Regions from separate parts of the Mus musculus genome. Here regions 2, 3, 4 and 5 are each linked to region 1. Evidence: chromatin contacts called from public Hi-C and HiCAR-type data. All regions are on one chromosome and are shown on one strand. Each heading gives the region's core, a stretch centred on a gene start, on an enhancer-like site or on the middle of the called end of the contact. The rest is flanking DNA. Distances are from core to core; before and after follow the strand shown.

Region 1 (2,700 bases), core at 23-2,522:
AGCCAGAGAGAGGGAGAAGGGAAGGGGAAAGAAGGGGGGAGAGAGAGAAGAAGAAGAGGAGGAGAGAGGAGAGAAGTGGGGAAGGGGGGGTAGGAGAGGCGCCACAAGGGGAGAGAGATGGTTGTTTTGTAGTACAAGATGGATGGGGGAGGGGAAACTTTGACTTTGAAAACTCCAAGTGGAAATTTTGAAAAAAGATAGGGAACGATTCTTAAGTTGCCCTCATCTTTAAAGATGTTGCACTAGATTAAGATGCCTAACATCATACAGTCTTCTATCTAGAACCACCCCCCCCCTTTTTTTTTCAAAACAAATGGTATGTTTCCTGGGGGCTTGGCTTCTCTGCAATTGTGTAGCCCTTGGTAGAATGACGTACTAGAGCCTTGGCCTCTCCTTTTCTTTATCATTAAGTGGGTACCAAATATGCTTCATTGATAAGGGCTTAATATTTTGTTATCTCTCCATTGAACCAAAATTCAAGGCGATGAATGCTTCAGCATATTCTAGAGTTCAAAATGTAAAGCCCAACAATTTTATCTAGTCTCATGACCTTAGTTTCCACGTATAAAGGCAAAAACCTCCAGCAAAGGGATGTTGTGTCTGCCTCAGACAGTGGTGGTGAAGGTTAAATTAGATACTGCTGAGGCATTTGCCACGGTGGGGGTGGGGGAAGTTGGCTCAGAGGACATAAGCACTACTGGTTTATTGGTGACAGAATGTCACATAAGAGCCCTCGTGTGCTTGTTTTCAATAAGTCTTTTCTGGCTAGTTAAACAACCCTATTTTAAGAGTCCCCAAAGTTAGGCATATACACGCCTCTTCCCTCTCTCTCCCCGCCAACACCTCACAATGACAGGGTCAAGAGACCGCCTTTGGTATATGCTGCCCCAAACCGACTCTTCTAGTCCCTGCTAATAAAATGTAAAGAATGTGATACAACAGGCGTCCCGAGTTAGGAGACGGAGGGAGGCTGCCAGAGATGTGGTCCCAGTGGGCTCTCAAAACCTCTAGTATTCAGTTTATCTTGGGTAAAGCCTTTGTTAGAATTAAAGAAAAAAAAAAAAAAAAGGCAGGCTGTTGCAAACCAGCTTCTCGGTAAGCTATAGTCGCTTCCTTGGCTACCCGCGACATGGGAATAATCGTTCAACTAGTCCCATTTCTATTGCGACTGGAAACAGGAAACGAATAAGGTACAGTCTTAAACAAAAACAAAGAGACTGAAAGACAAACCAGATTGTCCCAGGGTTCAGGAGAGGTTTGTGCTAAGTGTTAGAAGGTTCAGATCTGGTGGATCCTCCCCCACTTTCTGCCATTCCAGAAATTCCTTAGGGGGGGAGGTGAGGCGGGGGGGTGGGGGGGGGGGGGGGAAACGAAGAGCTGTTCTAAACTGCACAGCACTGCCATCTTCAGGGCCAACGGGGAAAATATTTTCCGGGTCAGTCAGACAAATCATCGTCCTGAATGCTTCATTTAAATATAATCAAATGCTTAAAACTTTGACAAGCATACAGTCTGTAACAGATTTTCTTTTTCTTTTAGCGTTTTCCATGTTTGGAATGTCAAAGGACACATTTTGGGGGGGGGAGGAGTCTGTGTATGTGATATATGAACATTAAAAATACGTATTTGCCAATTGAAAGTTATTTTCAACTGGAAAGATTAACTAGCTTACACTACACTGCCAGGTGATGGAGCAAAACAGACGCAAACATAGTGTTCTGAAATTTTTTTTTCCGTAAAAAGAAGAAAGGATGAATGTAATGGTTCCACAGTGCCGTTTGAACAGATGGTGTGATTAACAACTAGTGTGTTAGCCGTCTCAGGAGCTCACCGAGAGTAAACAAATGCAACGGGAAAATCACTTTCCTCCCCAAAGAGTTTTTAGTTCATTTTATTACGAAAATTTGGAAGTCTGCATTTTGAAAGCTGAGTATCCTTAGAGGATACTGGGAATAAGAAGGGAGGGAGGAGTTTCTGGAGGAAGACTCAGAAAGACTATTCTCTTCCTGATGAAGAATGCCGAAGCTCTCACAGAGCTGAGATGGGGGTAGTCTGGGCTGCGGCTGTCATCGGGATGCTGGAGGTGGGTGGTGCATGGTCCTACACACAAGCCATAAAATAAAAAGGTCAGATTCTCTTCCCGGCTCTTGTCCTTGCTCTCTCTGGACTGCGGTTTCTTTTGTTTGAAAATCTGAAGGAAAACCAGACCAACTGAACAGCTGTGTTTCAGAAACTTTAATGTGCACCTGGGGATCTCATTAAGATGCAAATTCTAACCTGGGGTAAGGTAAGGTCCAGGCTTTGAAATTCTTACAGACTCCTAGGTAATGCTGATGCTGCTGATCCATGGCCTGCGTTTACCACCTGGCCTCTAAGAGCCTTCCAGTGGTGGTGCTCTAGCATCCCATAATAGGTGATGCAAAGCTAGCTGATAAGAGGCAGAGTCTGCCTTCCTAAGCCCGACTCAGAACTACTTGTGGATAAAAATACCTAATAAATATATCACACGTTGCACTGATTTTTTTAAAGACCTTTTTTTTTTAAGTATTTTTCTATGGGAAGGTATTTCGCGTGAGTAGAGTGTGCAAGGACCAGAAGAGTACACACGAGGTGGAGTTATATATAGTAGTCATGAGCTGTCATAGTGGGTGCTATGAACTGAACTCAGGTCCTCTCCTCAGCAAGGTCAGAACACCCTGC
Region 2 (2,700 bases), core at 63-2,562, 340 kb before region 1:
GAATATGGTGAAGACTTATATTCAAAATTTTGGTTTCTTTAAAAATACAGACATATTGTGAGAATATGTTTTCATTTTAATCCCAGGTGTGGGTTATGGGGCTGCTTCAGATTGTTCACAGCAGCTGACTAGGATTTGCCTCATGCTCTAGCAGTCATGTGATTTTGCCAGCTGCTGATTGTTTCTGTGAGTGTGTGGTGTTTGTAATGCTGGGGATTCTTCCAAGGTTATATAAATGCTAGGCCCCTGAGTGGTGGGGTGACTGTTCGGTGGGTTGTTGTTTGTTGGCTGTTGAATACTGTTGGTGGTGGTTTGTTAAGTAGTTGTGGACAAAGAAGGAAGAAGAAGAAGAAGAAGAAGAAGAAGAAGAAGAAGAAGAAGAAGAAGAAGAAGAAGAAGAAGAAGAAGAAGAAGAAGAAGAAGAAGAGGAGAGGAAAAGGAAGAGGAAGGAGAGGAAAAAGGAGAGGAAGAGGAGGAGGAGGAAGAGGAGAAGGAGGAAGAGGAGTTAAATATCCTTACAGTGAAGAACAAATTGCCCAAAGGAGCTCCATGTCCCTAATCAGCAGGAAGTAGTTTAATAAAAACTTAGCACCCTTTCCTACACCTGAGTTTTTTGGGGGGATTTCTTTCTCTCTCTGTCTACCTTCTATTCTTCTTTCTCTTCTACCTAGTGTTAGGGGTGTGAAAGGGTGGAAGAAGAGGGATGGAGAGGGGTAGAAGAACGAACCTACAAAGTAGCCCAACTCTAGCTACAAGGAGTATTCTAAAATCCAGAGGAGGGGCAGGGCAGGTACAGGACAGTCAGGAGGAGCACTGGATCAGGTTAGTCTACTTAGAAAAGATCGCTGGTCCCATGCCCTGTCCCCGGGACTCTTCCTAGTCTGCTGTAGCTCTGGCTACAGCCATTCCTGAGCAGAGGTGCCCTCCGCTATGTGTCTTGAACTCCCTGTCCTCTTCACCTCTGCTTGGGTGAACTCAGTCTGTGATACTAATCAAGCTCTTTCTAGCTTCCTGCAACATTGGAGCTTCCCCTTCCATGTTTCCATGGGGACTGTTAAATTTCAAGGGGCCCCACCATTCTCTTTGCTCTGTGCCTCCAGGCCAACTTCACAGACTTAGGAAAGAAGGTGGCTTAGGGCATCTGCAGTAGCACCATAGTGAGCTAAATGGGCCTTTGTGGATGGGTCTGGGAATCATCACTCTTTATAATGATAGTTTTCTGTGGGGAAATTCTTTGAGTTCCAAACACTCCATTGACTGGTGACCTTTTAGAATACAACTGTCCTATCTAGTCTCCCCAGTGGGGTGAGGTCATTAGCAGTTGTCAGAGTCAGGATGGAAGCAGCAGACCAAGGCCAGGGCAGGCTGGGGTCAGAAGCCAGGCACTAGGAAGCAGCTGTGAAAGAGCTGCAGGATGGGACAGGCAGTTAGAGAGTGACATATTTACTGTTTCAGAAATGTGTTCAAGTGGTGGCAGCGGGACAAGGGGAGGAGTTTGGTCCCCACAAATCCCCATCGGTTTCTTCAAAGGTCAAAATAGGAATCATAACAGCAAAACATGCATCCCAGAAAACAAGGTTTTATGTAAGAGGTGTGGCTAAGCATTGAAAAAATTGCTATCTAAATGGATCTCCTATAAACTTTAAACTTAAAACAGTGGGGTTAATGACCAGATACAACTTCTCCTAAAATCCTGTTACTCTTTTGCCCTCTTTCTACCAGAAGGCCCTCCCATACTGAATACATCATTGGTGATGTGTTCTGTGGTTCTGCCCGTGAACTTCTATCTGTGCTTTCTGAAATGTGATCAGGGGGCGCATGCCTAAGATGCTTTTCAAGATAGGATGCCTAAATCTGTTACCAAGTGGGCTATGCAATATGTGTGTGTGTGTGTGTGTGTGTGTGTGTGTGTGTGTGTGTGTGCGCTCCCATTTGTGCAGATGTGGAGGCCAGAAGTCAGCATTAGGTGGCTTCTATTGATCTCCACCTTATTTTGGGGACAGGACCTCTCACTGAACCTGGAACTAGCTGGTCAGTAAACTCTGGGAGCTCCCTGACTCTGTCTCTCCAGCACCGGGATTACAGATTTGTGTCACTGGGCTGGGCTTTAAGAAAATAAGGTGCTAAGGCCCTTGTGACTGATTTCTACCACTGCAAACAAACACCCCAAAGCTCCCTCCACAAAGACCAAGACAAACTATTGTTCCTGTCCCTTTCCTGGCATCCCATATTAAAACAGAAAGAAAAACTTCTTAAGTTATTCCCAATAGCCAAGTTACAGAATGAATTTCGGTGTTCATCTAATGAGATGACAAAAAGAAAAGGGGAAAAGAAAAGCAGCAGCATCAAATGATACGGAGAGAAACTTGAAGCAATCCCACTAAAATCAGGGACTAGACATGGCTGCCCACTCTCTCCCTACGTATTCAATATAGTACTTGAAGTCCTAGCCAGAGAAATTAGACAACAAAAGGAGATTAAAGGGATACAAATTGGAAAGGAAGAAGTAAAAATATTACTATTTGCAGATGATATGATAATAAACATAAGTGACCCCAAAAATTCCACCAGAGAACTCCTAAACCTGATAAACAGCTTCAGGACAGTAGCTGGATATAAAAATTAACTCAAGCAAATCAGTAGCCCTTCTCTACACAAAGGATACACAGGCTGAGAAATAAATTAGGGAAACAACACCCT
Region 3 (2,700 bases), core at 86-2,585, 290 kb before region 1:
CATTCAGAAAGTATTCCTATTATCAATGAATCAGACTCCAATTCTGCAACTAGATCCAAAATTCTGTGATAATTTTTCCTGTTGTGTGGATCTACCACCGCCCAGTGTATGGACTTCAACTCTGGTTAAGTCAATTAACTCTTTGTCCCTGAAAATGTGATGTTATTTACAGGACCAGAGAATGCATGCTAAGGAAGTAGACTTGCTAAAAAAGATATGGTTTAGTTTGTGGATGGAACATCTGCAGTGTGGCAGACATGACACAGCAATCGTTATGACAGTAATGCTGCATACCTTCTGTTTCCTTCTGGCTGTGCTCCATTCTTTCTGAATTAAGACAGAGGACTACACAGCACACTGTGCCCTGCGTCCTCTTTAGAAAGAGGAGAGGGTACCAGATGCTATCTGCTTCAAGATAATATCTTCTATATATGACAGGGAAGCAGTGCCCAGGAAGTCTGCACAATGACACCACCAGCTGACAGACCAACACGAGTGGGGAATTCTCATAAGGCTTCACCCCTGGAAGAAGATGACGATTAGTGGTTGCTGAGAGAAAAAGAATCAGTGTTCTCCACAGAAGAGCCCTTGGTAGGCTAGCTAGTCCCAAGAGGTCAGCCCCAAACACATATAAGCAACACTAAATGATCTGGGCATGTTGTGTTTATAAAGACAGATAAATGTATATATCCATATATGGATTATATATTGTTACATATTTATATGTGTTATTTGTAACAGAATAGCACATATATATATAGCATATATATGCTATTTTATTACATATATATGAATTACATATATATGAATTACACATATATGAATATATATGAATATGTATATGAATATATATATGGATTAAAGAATAACGGGTCTTGAATTTAAGAAAAAGGGAGAAGGACATGAAGGACTTGGAGGGAGGAGAGGAAAAGGAAAATGATGTAAATACCATACTAATCCATGAAATTCTCAAAAAATAATCATGATAATTATGTCCTGTTTTTTGAGTAAATACTGTGAATTTATAATGCTACATTCAAATTAATACTGTTCACCATTTATAATTTGTTGTATTAGAGTTGTGACTCCTTTATTATACAACTGTTAGTTTAGTAGTTAATAATTACCTCGTTTTAAAAAATGTTAGTGTTTCAGCTTTTAATTTAAAAAACAAAACAAAACAAACAAACCCTGCAGAAAGTGTCTGGGCATGGATGCCCACAGGAAATGAACTTCAGTTCGACGCTGACCACGCCTCCACTCCCAGAGGCTCCCTGACCTCGCACTATCTTCTCATCTCGGCGGGCAGCTGAGTTTCCTGACCAGTTATCTTCATGGGAAATCCGTTATCTTCCCAGAAGCTGGGCCCCATGTTTTCCTCTTTCTTGGCTACTCATTTATTTTTGTTTTTTGTTATTTTGAGGACATCCTTTGCTAGCTTCCTGGGGAGGGACTCATGAGAATACACTTTTGAGACATCTTTTTTTAGTTTCAAGCTCCAGTGGAGTCTCGGATGGCCCTAGAGCTCTATTTTAGAACGATTGTTCATCAATACTTTGAGCCTGTTTCAACACAGAATATGCATGCCTTTAAATCTTTTTAAAGTTATTTTATCTTTCCATTCTGGGAATGCGTTTATCATTACTAATTTTTTAGCATAGTTTTTGGGATTGAATTTATATACCTACGTTTATCTGCTTGATTGTCCAATTCAGTATTTGAAAAACACTCGTCTCAGTTTGCAATCACCGTACTTCATTTTCTCTTCTCCAAACAAAGCCGTGTCATTAGCCGACCTCTGCCGCTCTTCTCTGCCTCTGTCACACGCCCCAGTAGTCTGCTTTCCAGCTTACAAGTCTGCCTCTGTGGACACTCCATGTCCTTGCAATGATACAATATACATAATTATTCCATCATTTCGCTCATGCTGCTTGCCTTCAGGGTTCATCCATGCTTTAGTTACCTGTACCTAACTCCTTTAGTTATGCTAAATTTCAAGTGTTCTGAATACAGGTCGCTCTTTTCATCTAGGTGTGTCCAACATCTAGAATATTAGCTAGTAACTGCTTGTATATTACATGTTGGTTTCTTAAATAGATGGCCAGTCCTAGGTCACTTAAAAATCTATCTTCAGAGTCATGTTTAAAATTTGCTATTTATTAGTACTGTATGAAACGTGCATATGTGTGGGTGGGCACGGAGATGAACCAATCAACGGAACCAGCTTCCTTTTCCCACCTTTAACGTAGATTCTGGGTCTGAACTCAGGTCCTCGGGCTGGTGTTGCAGTTGCTTTTATTCCACTGATCAATCCTAGCAGCCCCCACAATTTTATCTTCAACACGCTTATCTGGTCATGGCCAGAATTCTTGTTTTAGAAAAGTATGATGGTGGTTTAGACCTCCCCCACCCCCACCTCCCATGAGAAAGAAGGAAAGAAAGAAAGAAAGAAAGGAAGGAAGGAAGGAAGGAAGGAAGGAAGGAAGGAAGAAAGAAAGAAAGAAAGAAAGAAAGAAAGAAAGAAAGAAAGAAAGAAAGAAAGAAAGAAAGAAAGAAAGAAAGAAAAAAGTCTAAGTAAGGATTGTTCTTAATTCCTCTTCACAGTAGCAATTACACACTCAGTACCACCACCCTCTTTGTAACTTAGATATTCGTTGGGGTTTTAGAGTCTATGACTCGGGTGTTTTATCAAGTTCACCA
Region 4 (2,756 bases), core at 223-2,722, 380 kb before region 1:
GTAAACCTGACTCACTGCAGATCTCCTCCTCTGAGGCTGGCTTTACACTTATAACCTTCAAGTCACTTAGAAAATAGGCCAGAGAAACACACACAAATGTGGTATCTAAATCTGGAAAGCTCCAAAGGTTTGGTGTGTGGGATTAAAGCCAGTACAGTGGTTAGCCTTCTTCCATCTTAACGCTTTTAAAGAGACACAAAGAGTGGGCTTTCTGTATATATACTAGAACGCTTAAGTGTGTTTTAGTTCTATCTTGATGAGTGTGGCAAATGTAATTACTCCGAGTCATGCTAATTGTGATGAACAACCTTCCTGAGCACCACTTTGCTTAACAATGGTCACATGAGACAAAACGCACTGTGAGAGTTCACATTTATCCCTAAGGATCCATCCTTGTCTGCCTCTATCAACTCAGGTCCACATGTACCATGGACCAGTGTCTTCGCTGATGTCCAATAAGACTTTAAGATTTCCTTAAGGCTGGAATCACCTAAAGATTTAATGAGAACAAAAGCTTCTGGGTTTTGCACCACGTTTTCTAAATTGGTTTTTCCTAATGTACCCTTCAAGTTCCTCAGCTTCCTCTGTTACTTTTATTGAAATGGGAGGAATACTGTTCTGCTTGACTTCATCCCTTTTAGATTTCCACCAGTTATAGTATTTTTTAAAAGAAATTTCCTAAGTTATCTCACATGCTGCCTAAGGAGCCGCCCTGTATTAAGTTCTTAATGGCAGTTTTTCCTTGTGCTTAGAAGTGGCAGCTTAATAAGGCAACTATATGGGTAAGTATTCAACACACTATATGATTGTTTTTTTTTTTTGATATGTGATAATTTGGGTCTTAAAAACAGGAAAAAATGTACAAGAAAGACATTTTAGAATTTAAGGGAAGAAAGGTATCATGAGACTGGAGTTCTAAATGAAGCTATCCTTTTAGACATTTCTATGTGTGGACATAAAATAAAAGAGTAAAAATGTCTGAGTAAATAAAATGACCATTATTGGACTTTCTCTGTGACTCAATAGACTTGTCTGGATTCTGTTACAAATGGCAGAAAACCAAATTAAGTGAATTTAGTGGCAGGTTTTGTTCCTGACTCACAGAACTAATGAGTCAAGTTGGTAGGTTCAGCAGATTCTGATGTGAGAGAGACCTCCGGGAAACCACATGCCTCCCCAGCTGTCTTACCCCTTATGTTCTCTTCATTTGAGGCCGGCTTTGCCCATTAATACGAAAGGATGCCCACAGCCAAGTCTAGGCCCAGAGCACACCAGTTTGTCCGGAAGAAGATCCAATTCGTTTCTTATAAATCAATCAAAACCCCATGGCTAGTTGAGATTCTGCCATCCTCGATCATCCCAGCTATCACGAGGATGCTGAGTATTTTAAACGTGGGGCACAGGAGTGTAGTTGAATCAGCCCCAGAATTCATATGAGAGTCAGGAGGGAAGGGGAGGCTGTTTTTAAAGGAAAAACTAGGGAGCTATTTTCAGCAAAGAAATCTGGGTCATGGGGTAAAACTACAGTTCTAGCAATCGGTGTGCCACTGGCTTCCATTTGTCCTCCCTGAACTCTGCTAAGGGAGTCTTTGGAATCTTCTCCTATACTTCAGTAAGACCTGTCTAAATTTACTGCTATCTTATACTCCAAGGGGTTTCTTCTTGCTCCTTCTCTATTTGTTATCATTTTCTTTCTTCTTTCTCCTTTTTTTTCCTGGCTTTTGACCTTTTCTCTCACTCTGGACCCAGAGATGGACAATAACCAGAACTTGTAGAATACAAATCCTCTGCTTAGTTTTTATTTAACCTTTTGGCACAGCCATCAAAGCCCTTGTCAAGCAAGCCTATGTGTTCAGCCACAGTGCAGAAGACAGCGCAGATTTAATGAAGAGGGCAGTGTCATGTGCTGGCTAAGCGGTAGCTGGAATCTGCTTGCCTGGACTTAAATCTTGCACTTACCGCTTGCCAGCTATGATTCTGAGCACGTGTCAAACTCTTCCATGACTCAGTATCTTCATCCCTCACATGAGATTCATTTTGTCTTTCCCATAGTGTGGCTCTGAAGATACAGCCACAATAAAGTCTCAGTGAGTTTTGTCAAGAAGTTGTTTTCACTCCAGTACTGGTGAGGTCTGCTGGTCTCTTCCTATCAGAGATAGATCTCTTTCCTGCCTTCCATAGAAATACTCATATCTCCAAAATGGGGTCCTCTGCATTATTTTCTTTGATAAAAATCTATACCAGGAAACTCTCCAGTTGGGGCCAGTCATGTACTTTACCTATCTGATCTACTTCCAGTTTTTCCAATTCCCTTTGATAATTACTACTGAGGACAGAAAGGCTTCTTCAGCATGGAACTGAAATTCTTGTCATGTTTGGAAAAGAAATGTAGAAGTTGAATTCATGAGCAAAGTTTTGGTGAGGTGAATTCAAGGTCAGGAGAAAAGTTGTTCTCTTGTCCACTGGTCTTTTTAAGTAATTTGTCAACAGATCTTGGCCACCTTAGGTCTGTGCCTGTATGCTAGACCCTATGCATGGTAGGAGGTACAGGGCTGTAGAAAACATGGGCACTAATGCTCCCATTGTTTTGTATTTCAGTTTTAGGTAAATAACAATCATTGCTACAGAAGGATCTGATTTAAAAAAATCTTTTGAAGAAAATTTATTACTTTCTTGCACCTAATGATTTTGCAGAGAAAATGGATAATCGCAACTCTAATAATTATTGTTTATTGCAGGCCAGTTCACATAAAGTA
Region 5 (2,828 bases), core at 43-2,542, 480 kb before region 1:
GAAGCTGGGAAAGATAGCTGCAGGAGGAACATATAACAAGGTTAGGCTCCATGGGGGTTTTCCAGGAAAGGCCCTGCTAACTGATCTCATTAGGGCTGGTATTATAAAGAGAGGATAAGAAAACACTACACCACTCCATTATAAAAAGGGTAGTTACATAAGTATAATAACACTTGCTATACCGGATGGTAAAATTCTACTCATTTGGGCTCCCAGTTGAAATGTGAGTTCCTGGCAGGCAGCAACGTGACTCTTTTCTTTTTTCCTCGAGAAGGGGTCTAATTGTGTCACCTAGGCTGACTTTGAATTCCTAATCTTCCTGGTTTTCTTTTGAGTGCTGGGATTAGCAGGTACACACCACCAGGACTGGCTTGGTAATGACTTTACTTTTCATATTACCCACATGTAGCACAGGATATTTCTGCCACAAAGACAGTTCGTGCTTGCCGATGAATGGATCAACGATTAAGTCTCTGTGCTCTTCCTGGACTCCTACCTAGATTGCCGAAACAGTACTTAAAGATTTGAAGATTAAGATGTGCTGAGCATGGCACCTCTGAGCAACAGGGACCAGCATCTCTCAAGGTGGATTGAGTGAATCCTTACACAAGCATGGGGAAGCACAAGCCATCTTGTTTCAGAGACTGTATACTGAGCCTTATTCACCACGGAGTCTTTGAGCACCCAGCACTCTGAGAAAGTATGTTGGATAAACAGATGTAACCACAAGCGTTTTGTAAGTCAGTTAAGGAGCTCACAGCCATCGTAATTCCAGGCAAAAAGCAGCAATACTTCATAGAAAGACCAGAAAAGCAAACCATGGACTGACTTTCTCTCTCTCTCTTTCTTCCTTTCTTCCTTTCTTTCTTTCTTTCTTTCTTTCTTTCTTTCTTTCTTTCTTTCTCTCTCTCTTTCTTTTCCTTCCTCCCTCCCTCCCTCCCTCTCTCTCTTTCTCTCTTTCTCTCTCTCTCTTTCTTTCTTTCTTTCTTTCTTTCTTTCTTTCTTTCTTTCTTTCTTTCTTTCTTTCTTTCTTTCTTCTACAGATTACGACAACCATCAATACTATTAGCACATGACATCAGCTCTTAATGAACTTTATGCCAGGAAGATTTTAGAAAGTGGTACTGAATTTTAAATAAAGTGAAATGTCACAAGTCCCCTAACTAGCTGCATTTGATGACACCAGCTCAACAGATGCAGAAAACTCCTTTCCTCCGCACTGAATCAGGGCGAGTTGAGATATCATTAGGAAGCTGAAAAGGCAGGAAAGGCTGTCTTCCTTTCCTGGTCTAAAAATAAACAAGAAGGCAAGGATAAAGATTAAAGTGTTCCCGAGCCAGTATTTTGCAGCTTGTGTTGACCTGTCTTAAGTACCTTTCTAAATACTGTGCCTGGGGTTTTGTTTGGTTTGGTTATTTTTTGTCTTGTTGTTGTTGTTATTAAGGGTATAGGTCCCTCAAATGCCTAAAACTAGAAAAAAAATCATAATATGCTTCTTTCCTTGATACTTTATAATAAGTGTTAGAGAAACAGACAAGATGCTACACATATTTCTGCTTAACGTTAAACTAATTTAAGTGTTTGTTCTCTGGCTGCTGATGGTGTTAGCCAAAGCATCCTGATGAAGAAAGGAGTTTGTTCATCTTCTAGCATGTCATAGGATTTTATCTCCTTTGAAATGGAATAAAGAAGCAACAGGTCCCGAGCTCATCCAAACAGCATTTGCTTTAGAGCTTAAATCTGAGTTAAAATATGAACATCAATAATTTTTCATTTTGGTATTTTTATTAATGATATCCCAATCTATTTTAACTCAATTGCATCAGACCAAATAAGAAAATGAAACTTTAACACACCAATATCTTATGAAATTACCTTTTCATGATTTCCATCTAATTTGTCTTCAATTTACAAGCTTGCGGTGCAAACCAGACAAGTCAAGCCTTAGTGTAAAGCACTCCTGAGCCCCACACGGGAGACTGAGTGCAGAACCTATGTGCGAGTGTGGACAGGCCTAGGCCCTGTCTTCTGGAGATCTGTAGCGATGCAATAAAGACCCACAAGTCACACTGCTTATGAGAAGGCTCCATGGGCTTATGCAAAAGAGAGTTTGATCTGGAGGTCTCCTTGCTCCTAGGAAATACCAGTGTCTTTATCGTAGACCTTTATGGCTGTCTGTTCCAGTGAGCCAATAGTCCCTTCCAGTGATTGTTCTGTCAGGTCACTGGGTGACCCACATAGGTTGACCTTCTATCATGGATAGAGACCATGAACATACTGTGTGCCAGAAATCACCAAGCTAAGCACTGGCTGGAATAAAAGGGAACAACATACACAAGCTCTGCTACCGTGGGATTTAGAGTCTCCAGGGAACACATCTCCGATAGTCATGAACAAGTCCTCACAAGCAAAAAGTTTCTCAGGAAACAATAGGAACTGTAAAATGACATTACGGGGGTTCTTAATTTGGGAGGGGGCAGCACAGCTTCCCGAGAAATTTTTGTTTGTTTGTTTGTTTTTTTGCTCAAACCACTTAATTTTATAATACTTTAGAGTATCTTTACCTATGGAATGGAGAAACAGTACCAACACTGTGGAACTTTTGTGAGTATTAGATGACAAACAAAATCATGAATGACAGTGACAAGAATTGTATTAATGATCCATATATGTTTCTGCAATTATTTTATTTTATTTATTTATTTTGATTTTCCAAGACAGGGTTTCTCTGTGTAGCCCTGGCTGTCCTGGAACTTATTTTGTAGACCAGGCTGGCCTCGAACTCAGAAATCCACCTGCCTCTGCCTCCCGAGTGCTGGGATTAAAGG

Evidence for each region. Hi-C and Micro-C count contacts between places; a contact is called where the count stands out from the background. HiCAR-type assays count read pairs that join an accessible place to other places.
Region 2: a contact with region 1 is called in a HiCAR-type map of fibro-adipogenic progenitors, with 7 times the contacts expected there. The contact joins two enhancer-like sites. A contact is called at or near these places in 16 of 484 Hi-C or Micro-C datasets (the HL-1 cell line, the HPC-7 cell line, the N1E-115 cell line and 9 more), 11 of 115 datasets of contacts at active chromatin or transcription factors (bone marrow-derived macrophages, embryonic stem cells, epiblast stem cells and 6 more) and 1 of 9 other capture datasets (embryonic stem cells).
Region 3: a contact with region 1 is called in a Hi-C map of the N1E-115 cell line, with 4 times the contacts expected there. The contact joins two enhancer-like sites. A contact is called at or near these places in 2 of 484 Hi-C or Micro-C datasets (the HL-1 cell line and the N1E-115 cell line) and 4 of 115 datasets of contacts at active chromatin or transcription factors (bone marrow-derived macrophages, embryonic stem cells and fibro-adipogenic progenitors).
Region 4: a Hi-C map of the N1E-115 cell line shows a contact between it and region 1, with 3 times the contacts expected there. The contact joins two enhancer-like sites. A contact is called at or near these places in 1 of 15 datasets of contacts at CTCF or cohesin (the NIH/3T3 cell line), 7 of 484 Hi-C or Micro-C datasets (the N1E-115 cell line, bone marrow-derived macrophages, cortical neurons and 1 more), 8 of 115 datasets of contacts at active chromatin or transcription factors (bone marrow-derived macrophages, cardiomyocytes, embryonic fibroblasts and 5 more) and 1 of 9 other capture datasets (embryonic stem cells).
Region 5: a Hi-C map of the N1E-115 cell line shows a contact between it and region 1, with 4 times the contacts expected there. The contact joins two enhancer-like sites. A contact is called at or near these places in 11 of 484 Hi-C or Micro-C datasets (the HPC-7 cell line, the N1E-115 cell line, bone marrow-derived macrophages and 5 more) and 19 of 115 datasets of contacts at active chromatin or transcription factors (the NIH/3T3 cell line, bone marrow-derived macrophages, craniofacial prominence and 13 more).

What each region holds. Positions count from the first base shown.
Region 1 is chr2:61,401,064-61,403,763 of GRCm38.p6, forward strand. No RefSeq gene overlaps it. Among named protein-coding and RNA genes, the nearest start is that of Gm39834, 32 kb to the left of the region's middle. Within about 2 kb of position 1,273, at least 177 of the 459 cell types and tissues checked have an H3K27ac peak or open chromatin away from gene starts, as enhancers often do. A contact at or near this core is called in the N1E-115 cell line, fibro-adipogenic progenitors and heart atrium, where this site is marked.
Region 2 is chr2:61,060,954-61,063,653 of GRCm38.p6, forward strand. No RefSeq gene overlaps it. Among named protein-coding and RNA genes, the nearest start is that of Gm39833, 65 kb to the right of the region's middle. Within about 2 kb of position 1,313, at least 21 of the 459 cell types and tissues checked have an H3K27ac peak or open chromatin away from gene starts, as enhancers often do. A contact at or near this core is called in fibro-adipogenic progenitors, where this site is marked.
Region 3 is chr2:61,109,471-61,112,170 of GRCm38.p6, forward strand. No RefSeq gene overlaps it. Among named protein-coding and RNA genes, the nearest start is that of Gm39833, 17 kb to the right of the region's middle. Within about 2 kb of position 1,336, at least 4 of the 459 cell types and tissues checked have an H3K27ac peak or open chromatin away from gene starts, as enhancers often do. A contact at or near this core is called in the N1E-115 cell line, where this site is marked.
Region 4 is chr2:61,021,474-61,024,229 of GRCm38.p6, forward strand. No RefSeq gene overlaps it. Among named protein-coding and RNA genes, the nearest start is that of Gm13582, 48 kb to the left of the region's middle. Within about 2 kb of position 1,473, at least 4 of the 459 cell types and tissues checked have an H3K27ac peak or open chromatin away from gene starts, as enhancers often do. A contact at or near this core is called in the N1E-115 cell line, where this site is marked.
Region 5 is chr2:60,919,024-60,921,851 of GRCm38.p6, forward strand. It overlaps a transcript of Rbms1 not described here. Among named protein-coding and RNA genes, the nearest start is that of Rbms1, 39 kb to the left of the region's middle. Within about 2 kb of position 1,293, at least 7 of the 459 cell types and tissues checked have an H3K27ac peak or open chromatin away from gene starts, as enhancers often do. A contact at or near this core is called in the N1E-115 cell line and heart atrium, where this site is marked.